Linked DNA regions of Mus musculus: regions 2 and 3 are each linked to region 1. The links are chromatin contacts, called in public Hi-C and HiChIP or PLAC-seq maps. All regions are on one chromosome and are shown on one strand. Each heading gives the region's core, a stretch centred on a gene start, on an enhancer-like site or on the middle of the called end of the contact. The rest is flanking DNA. Distances are from core to core; before and after follow the strand shown.

Region 1 (3,445 bases), core at 694-3,193:
GCCATCCTCATTATCTTAGATTTGTAGAACTGGCACATGTCACAGGAGTCTGTTCTTCAAGAGTCACCCATGTTATTCTTATGCATTTAAAAAGTGAAACAAGAGTGATGGCAGTTGTTTGGAATTTCAGCACTGAAGCACTGAGGAGGAGGAGGAGGAGGAGGAGATAGAAGAGGCAAGGGGGGGGAAAGGGGTGGAGACAGGAGGATTACTAGCTTGGAGCCTAAGTTTGGGCAATGTAACTAGTATATGTCCTCAAGAATAAATCAAAAAGTAAATCAATCGATCAATCAATCAATCAATCAATAATCAATCAGCACATTTGTTTTACTTTAAGGCAATAGGCCAATCTGGAGAAAACGTGTTTTTATTTTCTAGTTGGTTGTGTATTTAAAAAAAAAAAAAAACCTCAAGGCATTGTGTGCATTGTGTATATGAAAATTTCTGGACAGGCTGACTCACAGGTCAGGAAAGTGAATAACCGACTCTGCCCAGGACCTCCCAGCTCTTGATGCACACCTTAAGTCTTGGCGTGCTTGGTGGAAAATATTAACGTCCTTACCCTTACCCCCTTCCCCTTAGCGTTAAATTAGAGTCCTGGACAGGTTGGTATATGCCAGAATTAGGTGTGAAAGAGGAGACCTAAACCTCAAAATTCTAGAGTGTGCTACTGGAGTCAGTTCATCACAGCGGACGACCTCTGTCTGACTCCATTTTGGCTCAAGGACACTGCTAGGGATTGCATGACTGAACTGCTAAAGACACAAGCAGCAACCTTTGCTCCTGGTCTCCTGGGTGACCAAACCTCTCCTAACCCAGAGCTTGCTGGCAAAGCTTGTCTCCTGCAGTGTTTGTGCTCCTGGCTGATTGCTGCTACTGGCGCCCCCAAGTGCTGCAAGCCAGTCAGCGCGTCAGAGTGGTTCGCTCGGTGGCCCTCTGCCTCTGTGGAACAGTGCAGAGAACTCCGAGCCTCAAAGACTGACTTGAAAGGCTAGCCAAGGCCTCCGGGCGGGGGAGGGGTGGGAGTGGGGGTGGGGGAACGAGCGGGGCAGCGCTCAAGAGGCAGGACCAGAAGTTTCTGGCCCACTTCACCACCCACCCGGTTCCCCATCAGGCTTTTTATTCTTGCCTGGGATTTCCTCTTTGCAGAGGACGCGTTGGCACCCTAAAAGTGCCTCATCAAGCCTTGAGGTAGCACAAGTCGGGTCATTATCCCCTTCCTCACTCCTTGTTTGGATTAAAGTGTAATGTGTATATCGGGTTGGGCGAGGGATGAGGAAAACAGAAAGATTCAAGCACTTCAACGGGGGAAGAATGGTCCCTTATTCCCCCTCCTCTTTCTTTGGTCTTTTCGCCCCTCTTCCTTTAGTCCTCTTGCCTCCCCCTTTGTTCATCTCCCCCCCCCTATTCGAAGCGGAACCCCATAAAGCACCTACAGCCAGACAGTCTCACACAGCACATTAACCGAGAGGCTCAGGCTAAAATCTAACTGGGCTGTACACAGTCCACCAAGTTAACTTGCAGATGTTCTCCAGAGCTTTTCCAGCGCTCCTAGCTGGAGGCTGAAGCTGGGTGGGAGAAGTAAGAAGCCATGGTTAGTGGCAGTCACCACAAATAGGGACAACTTTTCCTCTTCATTTCTGCCTGTTTCCAAACTCCCATTCACTCTCGGAGCTGTGATCGTCCAGGAAGAGCTTTCCCGTGTTCTTCTGGAGGTGAACCCCAAGTTTTTAGTTGTAGAGTGAAGGAGGGATGGGAGGGTAGGAAAGGTGAGAGGCAGGAGAGACAGCCTCAGAAAGAGCGCCTGCTGGGGGAAGGGGAGGCAAGCGGGAGCGTGGGGTGGGGGAGAGAAACGTTTTCACTCTTTGTCACTCTTGAATTGGGGGCGGAGGAAAACCCACTGAGGAAAGCTATAAAAAGCTAAGAGGGCGGGGGAGAGCAGCAAGAGAGCACTGGCCCTCCGCGCAGCGCATCACTGCTTCGCTGGCAGGGCTTAGTGGCCCCGTGTGAACCAAGGGACAACTCCTAACCGCACCAGTGGGAGTGCGCTTGCTGGGACCTCCGCTCGCCTCAGCTCTCCAGAGTCCGGTGGAGGGGTTGGGGGAGACTCTGATCACCAGTCACAAACCCCGCGGACCTGGAAAAGAGGGACTTGAGTGGTGCAAAGGTTGAGAGCTAAAGCACAGGAGAGGACAGAGGAGCAGAGGAGCCGGGGGAAACAAGAGAAAAGAAAGGAAGAAAAAGAAAAAGAAGCAGCAGCTGGGGAGAACCCTGTGCGCGGTTAAGGGAGGATTCCATCACCGCGGAAAATCGTGCAAAAGCGCAAAGGTGCTGAACACCAAACGAAGCCGGCAGGGCGATCTGCAGGGCTGGGTCTAACAGCACCTTGGGTCACGCCTCCTTGGCGAGAAGGCGTCTGGCCTTTGATTGCTTCCAGGGACTGCAGAACTTCCTGCCCGTCAGAGGAGCGGGTCTCGCTGGGGTCGCGTTTGCTCCAGGCTTGAGGCTTGAGACTAAGTTCTTAAGAGTCCCGAGTGTCTGATCCAGGAAGGGTTGGGGGAACTGTGTCTGTGAGGAGCCCACGCGCCCCACGTGAGGGGTTGAGTGTCGGCGGGCGTCCTCACTCCCCTGGCATTCCCATCTTTTCAGGGCTCCACCCAACTCCGGGAACCCCTTACCCGGAGATGGCCGCGCTGATGCGGGTCAAGGATTCATCCCGCTGCCTTCTCCTACTGGCCGCGGTGCTGATGGTGGAGAGCTCACAGCTAGGCAGCTCGCGGGCCAAACTCAACTCCATCAAGTCCTCTCTAGGAGGGGAGACTCCTGCTCAGTCAGCCAACCGATCTGCAGGCATGAACCAAGGACTGGCTTTCGGCGGCAGTAAGAAGGGCAAAAGCCTGGGGCAGGTAGGAAACCCCCCCAAACACACTCTTCAGCCAGGAGAGGTAGGGATCAGAGCTTTTGCATCTGCAGCTTGCCTTTGAGCCCTGCAAAAGTCAAAGCCTTGCCCAAGCCAGGTGTGGCGCTTCTGGCTATTTGGGAGGGGGTTGCTGAAGCTGGGTCTGCAGGGGTACCAGGACTTGGGTGTTTTGCTGGTCGCTGGGATGCTGGGTTACAGCGGGAGGTTTAGAGTTCTGTCTCATCTTTGTGTTGAGACATGAGTACTTTTAAAGATCTAGTGCGTTTCTTTGGCAAAGGGGCCAGAATGGTCCTTCCATCCAACAGGAGGCTGCAATGGATGTGAACAGGAGCTGACATAGCAAATGGGATGTGCTAGCCTTGATTCTAAGTGTTCACTTATTTAATCTTCACAACTCTGGAAGATAGGACCTGTTGACTTCAAATGAAAAGTTTGTGTATGCTCCAAACTCATAACTGGTATAAGTGACAGCGCGGGATGTCACAGTGCAGTGAAAATTTGGATCTCAGGCACCCAAAACATTTT
Region 2 (3,445 bases), core at 474-2,973, 56 kb before region 1:
AAGAAAGGTATGTATCCCCCATCAATCCAGAGATAAGTTGCTTTCTAGGTGTTACAAATAGATTCTATATCTTACAAAGCAGTTGCGGGTGAGCCAATAAGGGCACATGAGAGGCACAAAGTTAAGGGACTTACATGGCTGGCTTACTACATATTCACAGTCCATTTTAGAGGCAACAGGAAATCATTATCTTTGGTAGATTAATTCAGAAGCATTGCCGGATGCCTTAAAAGGGTGGCATTGGTGGCGAGAGAGGAACAAAAAGAGGCTCTTGTCACAGCACAAGCATCAAGAAGCAGAGGCTCTAGAACAGTGGTTCTCAACTTTCCTAGTGCTACAGCCCTTTAATAGAGTTCATCATGTTGTGGGGACCCAGGGCCATAAAATTTCACTACTCATAAATTTTAGTATAAATATCTAATATGCAGATTATTGGATTTGGGACCCCTTTGAAAGTATTGTTTGTCTCCCAAGGGGGTCACACCCCACATGTAGAGAAGCAGTGCTCTAGAGACTTGTTGAGAAGGAATGAGTAATTGGGATACATAGGAAAAGTTAAAAGCAAATCAAAACATAATGAGTGTCTGAGGATTTCCATTGCTATGAAGAGACACTGTGGCTACAGCAACTCTTATAAAGGAAAATATTTAATTAGGGTTGGCTTATATAGTTCCTTGGTTTTCTCCATTGTCATCACGGCAGGGAGCATCGCAGTTTGCAGGCAGACTTCACACTACTGGAGAAGTACCTGAGAGTTCTTCATCCTGATCCAAGGACAGCAGGAAGAAAGAGTGACACTGGGCCTGGCTTGAGCATCTGAAACTTCAAAGCCCGCCCCCAGTGACACTTTCTTCAACAAAGCCACACCTACTCCAACAAGGCTATACCTCCTAATAGAACCACTACCTATGAGTCTATGGGGGGGGGGGGCGGCGGCGGCATTTTCCTTCAATTCACCACAATGAGTATGCTGGTTACAGAGGCAAAAACAGAGAGAGGCACTGTTAATGGATAGTGTTTGCTACCCATTATCTGGTTTGGCACATACAAGACACAGGCATCTTCTTTTTATTTTTCTATGAGCTCATTATTGTCATATCTGATTGTCTTATCAGGTCTAGAATTTTTAGAATCATGATCTGGGCACTAAACATGAGTTTGGTCAAGAAGGAGTAGGTACACCACTAGGCCGGCCCACTTACAGAAGAAAGCTCACACATATACTTGGGATCTTATATAGTAGCGTGCTCTGAAGATTATTCAGCTTTGAATCTGATTGTCTTTGCAAGACAGTGCCATTTTCACAGAGGGATTACCTTCATAGCTCCTTGCATTTCTTATTCTTTTAGACCATTTAACCAACTGGGTACCTGTGTATGTCTGCGATACGATTGTCATTTTGTACACACGATTACATGTTTTATTAATAGAGGCAAGCAAGGGTCCCTGACTGTTGTATTCACAAAAGCATTTATTAGCAACAAGTAGAGTTTTTGGAATGGTCTCCACTCCCAGTAATTATCTGTTAGGAAGTGTACTCTATAACATTCCTCCACGGACTCTATGCTTCTGTATCTACTTGGAAGGTTGAATAGAGCTGACACAAGTAATAAATGGTGGAATTTTTGAAAACTTTTCAGTGTTCAAATGTCAGAGAACAGAATGGAGACCCAAAACAAGGAAATGCCAATTAATATGAAGCTACCAAATATGCCTGAAAAGACATACAAAGGAGGATGTGAAAATGTGCGCTTATTTTCAGTTCCTACAGTTGGTCAGAGTAGTGAGGACTGAAGAATGAAAGTCGGGATGTTTGTCAGGGCACACTGTAAAGAAATAAAAGCCATTTCCTGATAGAGAAATTGCATCTGGTCACATATACATTCTTAAAGCAAACATGTGCCCTCGCCATACACACATTCCTAGAAGTATGTCCTGGGTGAAGCATCACCAGAAATGGAATCAGTTTTCATTTTCTTTTTCTTTTTTTCTTTTTTTTGGGTTTTTTTTTTTTTTTTTTTTTTTTTTGGTTTTTTCGAGACAGGGTTTCTCTGTATAGCCCTGGCTGTCCTGAAGCTCACTTTGTAGACCAGGCTGGCCTCGAACTCAGAAATCTGCCTGCCTCTGCCTCCCAAGTGCTGGGATTAAAGGCGTGTGCCACCACGCCCGGCAGTTTTCATTTTCAAAAGCTTTTGTCAACAGTGTGCATCAAAAGTGACTAGAAAAATGCAGATATGTTGGAACTGGCAACATACTTTTCACAAGAAGGAAATGGGTTTAGAAATAGGAAATAAAGAATAATAGTAATTAATAGAATTTATTTTGAGTAGATAAATAGTGGTTTCTCAGTGATCCGAGTTGATAGACCTTTGACTCAAGAAAGTAACAATAATCTATAAAAGTTTAAAGCCCCTGGAGTTTCACATCTGACAGTTGCATGTGTGTTGAGATCAGGAAATGAATGGAAAATCATCAGACTAAACTGCAAAGATACCACATGCCATGCACAAAGTACAGGTAGCACAAAAGGACAAAACAGCTCAAGACATTGTCTACTTTTCCGGCCAGCTTTGTTCCATACATTTTCTGTGCAACATGAGATGTGACTTTGATACAGCTTGAGTCTAGCACACAGATTCACCCAGAATCTGGTCCCTAGTGGTTTCTCAGTGATCCGAGTTGATAGACCTTTGACTCAAGAAAGTAACAATAAGCTGTAAAAGTTAGAAAGCCCCTGGAGTTTCACATCTGACAGTTGCATGTGTGTTGAGATCAGGAAATGAATGGATGGAACCAGCTGGTTCTGGTGGGTAGCTGATCCTTTAAGAAATGGACCCGCTAGGAGGTAATTGGTAATTGGAGTATTGATCTTGAAAAGGATTAACATAGTTCTTTGGAAGTCCATGGTTAGTCTCTAGGACAATGAGTTGTTTCACAAAAGAATGGCCCGAAACGTGAATCTTTCTCTGGTTTTCTGTTTGGCCACAGGATCCCTGGCTCTTATATGGTTCTCACCACCAGGCTGCCTGCCACGAAGCAGCACATCATGATGCCCCTTGCCAGAGGATGAATGGATGGAACCAGCAGATCTTTCATTAGCCTCTGACACTGAATGCCGAAAACTTTTCTCTATAAAGTAGCTAGCATTGGGTATGTTATTATAGCAAATAAAATGAGATCATTTATATGATTTGTAGACCATCTTTCCTTAAACACTATATGCACGATCATGTACTTACATACATATTCTTTTATACCATATATTGATACACAAACCAAGAGGGTTTATTACCTTATTTAAATATTGCAGTTAAAGTTTGCTTACATTTCTTATTGTACTATGTGGCTTCAGGTGTGTGTGTGTGTGTGTGTGTGTGTATGTGTGTGTGTGTGTGTGTGTGTGTGTGTGTGTGTGTGTGTGTGTATGTATCCCATAGCACATATG
Region 3 (3,445 bases), core at 483-2,982, 37 kb after region 1:
TTGAATCTACTTAGGGCTGCTTATATGTATGTGTTTAGGGATGACTAAATGGGACTGAATAACAAGTCTGAGGAGACTTGTTCCTGAACACATTCTCAGGCTCTGTATGTCTGTCTGCACATCTATCTCTCTGTGGTGCATGTGTCTGTCTGTCTTCCTCTCTCTCTTACACACACACACACACACACACACACACACACACACATCATTATTTACCTGTAGAACTTCACCTAGGTCTGGAGCCTTATGAGATTTACCCATCCCTGCTAGCCTATCAACTGGTATTGTCAGTGTTCAGGTTAAATACTCTTTTTTTCCTCCAGAAGAATTTAAAGCAAGATTGCTTGTTTGGGGACACCGCCTTTTGAAACTTCTGCTTGAAGCAAACTTGAAGGTGGCATGCAAGGCGATGAACTCTGTATGCTGTTCTTATGCCTCTGTGCCTTCACAGATTGTTCTTACATGTCTCCCTCTCTGTTGCTCTCCCCTTCCCCTGTTGCTATCTTGCTGGGTTCCTTTCTCAACCCAAGTAGTTCTTTCTTATCTTTTGCTCATACACCACGAATTCCATGATCCTATCTTGTTCGTCCCTTTCTCCCTTTTGGAAGATCTCTTTCCTCGCTCTCGTGGTCTCTCCTTTTTCCTCTCGTCATGGGCACACGGGCTGGCCCACTCGTGCAGCATGTACACTTGTGATTTTTCTTGTTAAATCAACTCACATTAAGACAGTGCCAACTCCACCATGTCACCAAGCATATGCCACTTTTCAAAGTTGAAACCAAACAAATTTCAAATACGGTGCCTTCAAAAATATATTAGAACACGGGCCACTTATTTTGTGGACCGAGAGTCTGGTCATCAGAGAAGAAAAGAGAAAGTTTCTCTGTGGATAGTTTCTGCCCTCTCTTGCCAGTTGTTCATTATTCTCCAGCCTCCGATTTAAATATTCACCAAGCGGGCATTTCATTTGCCTGGCGAGCTCTGGCTCTTCCTTGTTCCTGAGCAGTTCTGACAGCTTTAAGACTGTAACTCTAGAAATGGGAGCCTGCTGCTAAGCACCTGCACGTTCTCTCCATTACATCCTCCAGAAGAAAACAATAGCTGGGTAGGATTACACTCTAATGGAATAGACGCTCATTAACTAGGTACATTTAGTCAGATGCAATTTGGTAGACCAAAAAGGAAAAAAGGAAGAAGCTATTTAAAACAAGAAAGGCAAGTGGAAGCCTATTAAAACATGGTGGAGTGACTCATTTCATTCATAATCGTGGGCCCACACATGTATTTCAGGATACCTGGAGTCTTGGAGATTGTTGAGAATAGAAGTTAGATTTAGGTTACCACAAACTTTATCATGGCTGATGTTGGCTGTGGACTTTATATGCTCCTCTCCCCATTAATTTCTTTTTCAGATGAGACTGTAAAGAAGTTTTCATCTGCCTGGGTTAAAAGACGCGTTGAACTCCAGGGAAATTTGTAAATGCATCTCTTAGGCATCCACATAGCTGTTTGGCTCCAAATGATTTTGTTGATGCTCTCCTACATTTGGTGAGGGATTTTATCTATTTATGTATCTCATTGGTCTTTATTCTACAGTCACATACATAACTCAGTTAATAAGGAGTCAAAAATCATTTCACAGGATGTACAAACAATTGAATCTTTTAAACAGGAAAGAATGTCTGGCAGTAATAAAGTCTTGATGGGAAGCAACCAGTCACCCAGCACTTACTCACTGAGTAAACATTTACTGAGAGTCTGCTATCTGTTGCGTGCTTGTGTTGGGTGCTAAGGTTATGGAAAGGGCTTTGCTTTGCTTTATAAGGATGGTTGGAATAGTTATAAAATAGTCTACAGAATAATCTCTACAGCTAGAAGAACCAAGACCAGTGGTGGGCATTATAAATATTCAATCTTCAAGTTTGCATATGCATAAAATTTGTAAATATCATGGATTCTGTGGAAACCAATAGGATGTTTTTACTCATAGAAAGATCCAGCAGTGTGTAAAATATTGGGGGAAAAGTTATTGCTTCCACTCATTTCATCAATGACTTTCAATCATTTACTTTGGGCAAAATGAAAATTTGGTTTTCTGAGTTACCTTTAACCCTGCAGAGATGGTCTAAGCTCAGTATAGAACAGACGCTTTCCAGAGCCTGAAAACAAATCCGAGGAGGGAGAGAGCCAATCTCAGGCAGCTATTTCATCTTACTGCTTAAGCAAGAAAGCAGGTCACCAAAGGAATTGTGGAAAGCTGCCTCCGTGGCATGACCCTGCAATTTTGTACATGAGGTTAATCACCACATTTTACCCTCTCTTTGATGTCTAGGGACCAGAGTGCCTGTAACTTCCAAGGTCTGTCAAATTGAAAAATCTATGTGATGTCATAGAGTTTACCTTAGAACTCTAAGATCAAAGGGGTTTCATATAGCAACGTTTCCACACAGCACACTGAGCTCAGAGTCTTCTGTCTGTCTACTAGAAGGGTTTGGCTACCTTCCTGGAAATAGATGGAATCCTGAGTTGGCATTTGGAATCTCACAGTGTGTACCATTTTTCCCTTTGAGCTGTATATTCTTGCATAGATTAAACCTTATACAATTTTAGACTGAATTACACATATTACATATATGGGACAGTCCATGACTTCAAATAAAAAAAAAGGCAAATAGACATCAATACATATGCACTGTCCTTGGTTTTCATGACAAATGAAACCCTTTCAAAACAGACTTAAATAAAATAAATCATGGACCGAAAATATGGCCCAGGTAAAAGAGCATATTGATTTTGCAGTGAGAACCCAAGTTTGATGGGACCCTATATCAGTCATCTTCCAACACTCTGAAAGCATAGCTCTGGAAGAAGCAATGCCCCAGCCTCTGCACTCACAGTCATGTGCATACCGACTCCTCCCAAACACACTTGAATGGAAAAGAATCTTTTAAAAACTTCATGACAATTTCACCCCTTACGATCTCTTAATATCATATAATTAAAATTTAGGATTACTATTTACATGCTCAATAAAATTAAACTATGACCTCATTCTGCACACAAGACTGGTTTGTTCTCACTGGTACATTATTGAAAAACTGGGTATATTCATTTTGTTGAATTTTATTTCTGAATTTTTATTTTCATGAAGCAACAGAACATCTACTGAAAATTTAATCTGAAAACAAAACAAAAAAGAGAAAAGGACAACAAATGAGCCATTGGTGAAATTTCGAAGATATTTCATTATTCTCATATTCAATTTGTGATTCTTTATAATACAGCTCAAATTGAACTTCTGTGCTCAAATCCATGCCATTCTTATACTGTCCACAGGGAAAAAGGTTGGTGAGCATACTATCCACTTTAAGTTCTGATTAAATTCTCAAGAAAATAAATACCCTAGGAAAGGATATTAGAAATATTACTCTTATTTTTTTCTTCA

What was found. Hi-C and Micro-C count contacts between places; a contact is called where the count stands out from the background. HiChIP or PLAC-seq counts read pairs in DNA pulled down with a chosen protein or histone mark.
Region 2: a contact with region 1 is called in a Hi-C map of bone marrow-derived dendritic cells, with 2.9 times the contacts expected there. The contact joins the enhancer-like site here to the promoter of Dkk2 in region 1. A contact is called at or near these places in 5 of 484 Hi-C or Micro-C datasets (bone marrow-derived dendritic cells, bone marrow-derived macrophages, conventional dendritic cells and 2 more), 1 of 115 datasets of contacts at active chromatin or transcription factors (bone marrow-derived dendritic cells) and 1 of 9 other capture datasets (adipose tissue).
Region 3: an HNF4G HiChIP or PLAC-seq map of pancreatic cancer cells shows a contact between it and region 1. The contact joins the enhancer-like site here to the promoter of Dkk2 in region 1. A contact is called at or near these places in 1 of 39 promoter capture datasets (macrophages), 1 of 484 Hi-C or Micro-C datasets (bone marrow-derived macrophages) and 3 of 115 datasets of contacts at active chromatin or transcription factors (bone marrow-derived dendritic cells, embryonic fibroblasts and pancreatic cancer cells).

The regions. Positions count from the first base shown.
Region 1 is chr3:132,083,349-132,086,793 of GRCm38.p6, forward strand. It overlaps Dkk2 (dickkopf WNT signaling pathway inhibitor 2), which reads left to right and starts at 1,944. Exons shown (of 4, transcript NM_020265.4): 1 at 1,944-2,906. The coding sequence starts at 2,685.
Region 2 is chr3:132,027,553-132,030,997 of GRCm38.p6, forward strand. Gm29949 (a long non-coding RNA gene) reads left to right here. Exons shown (of 5, transcript XR_376091.2): 2 at 2,989-3,150. Among named protein-coding and RNA genes, the nearest start is that of Gm29949, 22 kb to the left of the region's middle. Within about 2 kb of position 1,724, at least 11 of the 459 cell types and tissues checked have an H3K27ac peak or open chromatin away from gene starts, as enhancers often do. A contact at or near this core is called in bone marrow-derived dendritic cells and bone marrow-derived macrophages, where this site is marked.
Region 3 is chr3:132,120,494-132,123,938 of GRCm38.p6, forward strand. The region is part of intron 1 of Dkk2 (dickkopf WNT signaling pathway inhibitor 2); the gene reads left to right. Among named protein-coding and RNA genes, the nearest start is that of Dkk2, 37 kb to the left of the region's middle. Within about 2 kb of position 1,733, at least 14 of the 459 cell types and tissues checked have an H3K27ac peak or open chromatin away from gene starts, as enhancers often do. A contact at or near this core is called in pancreatic cancer cells, where this site is marked.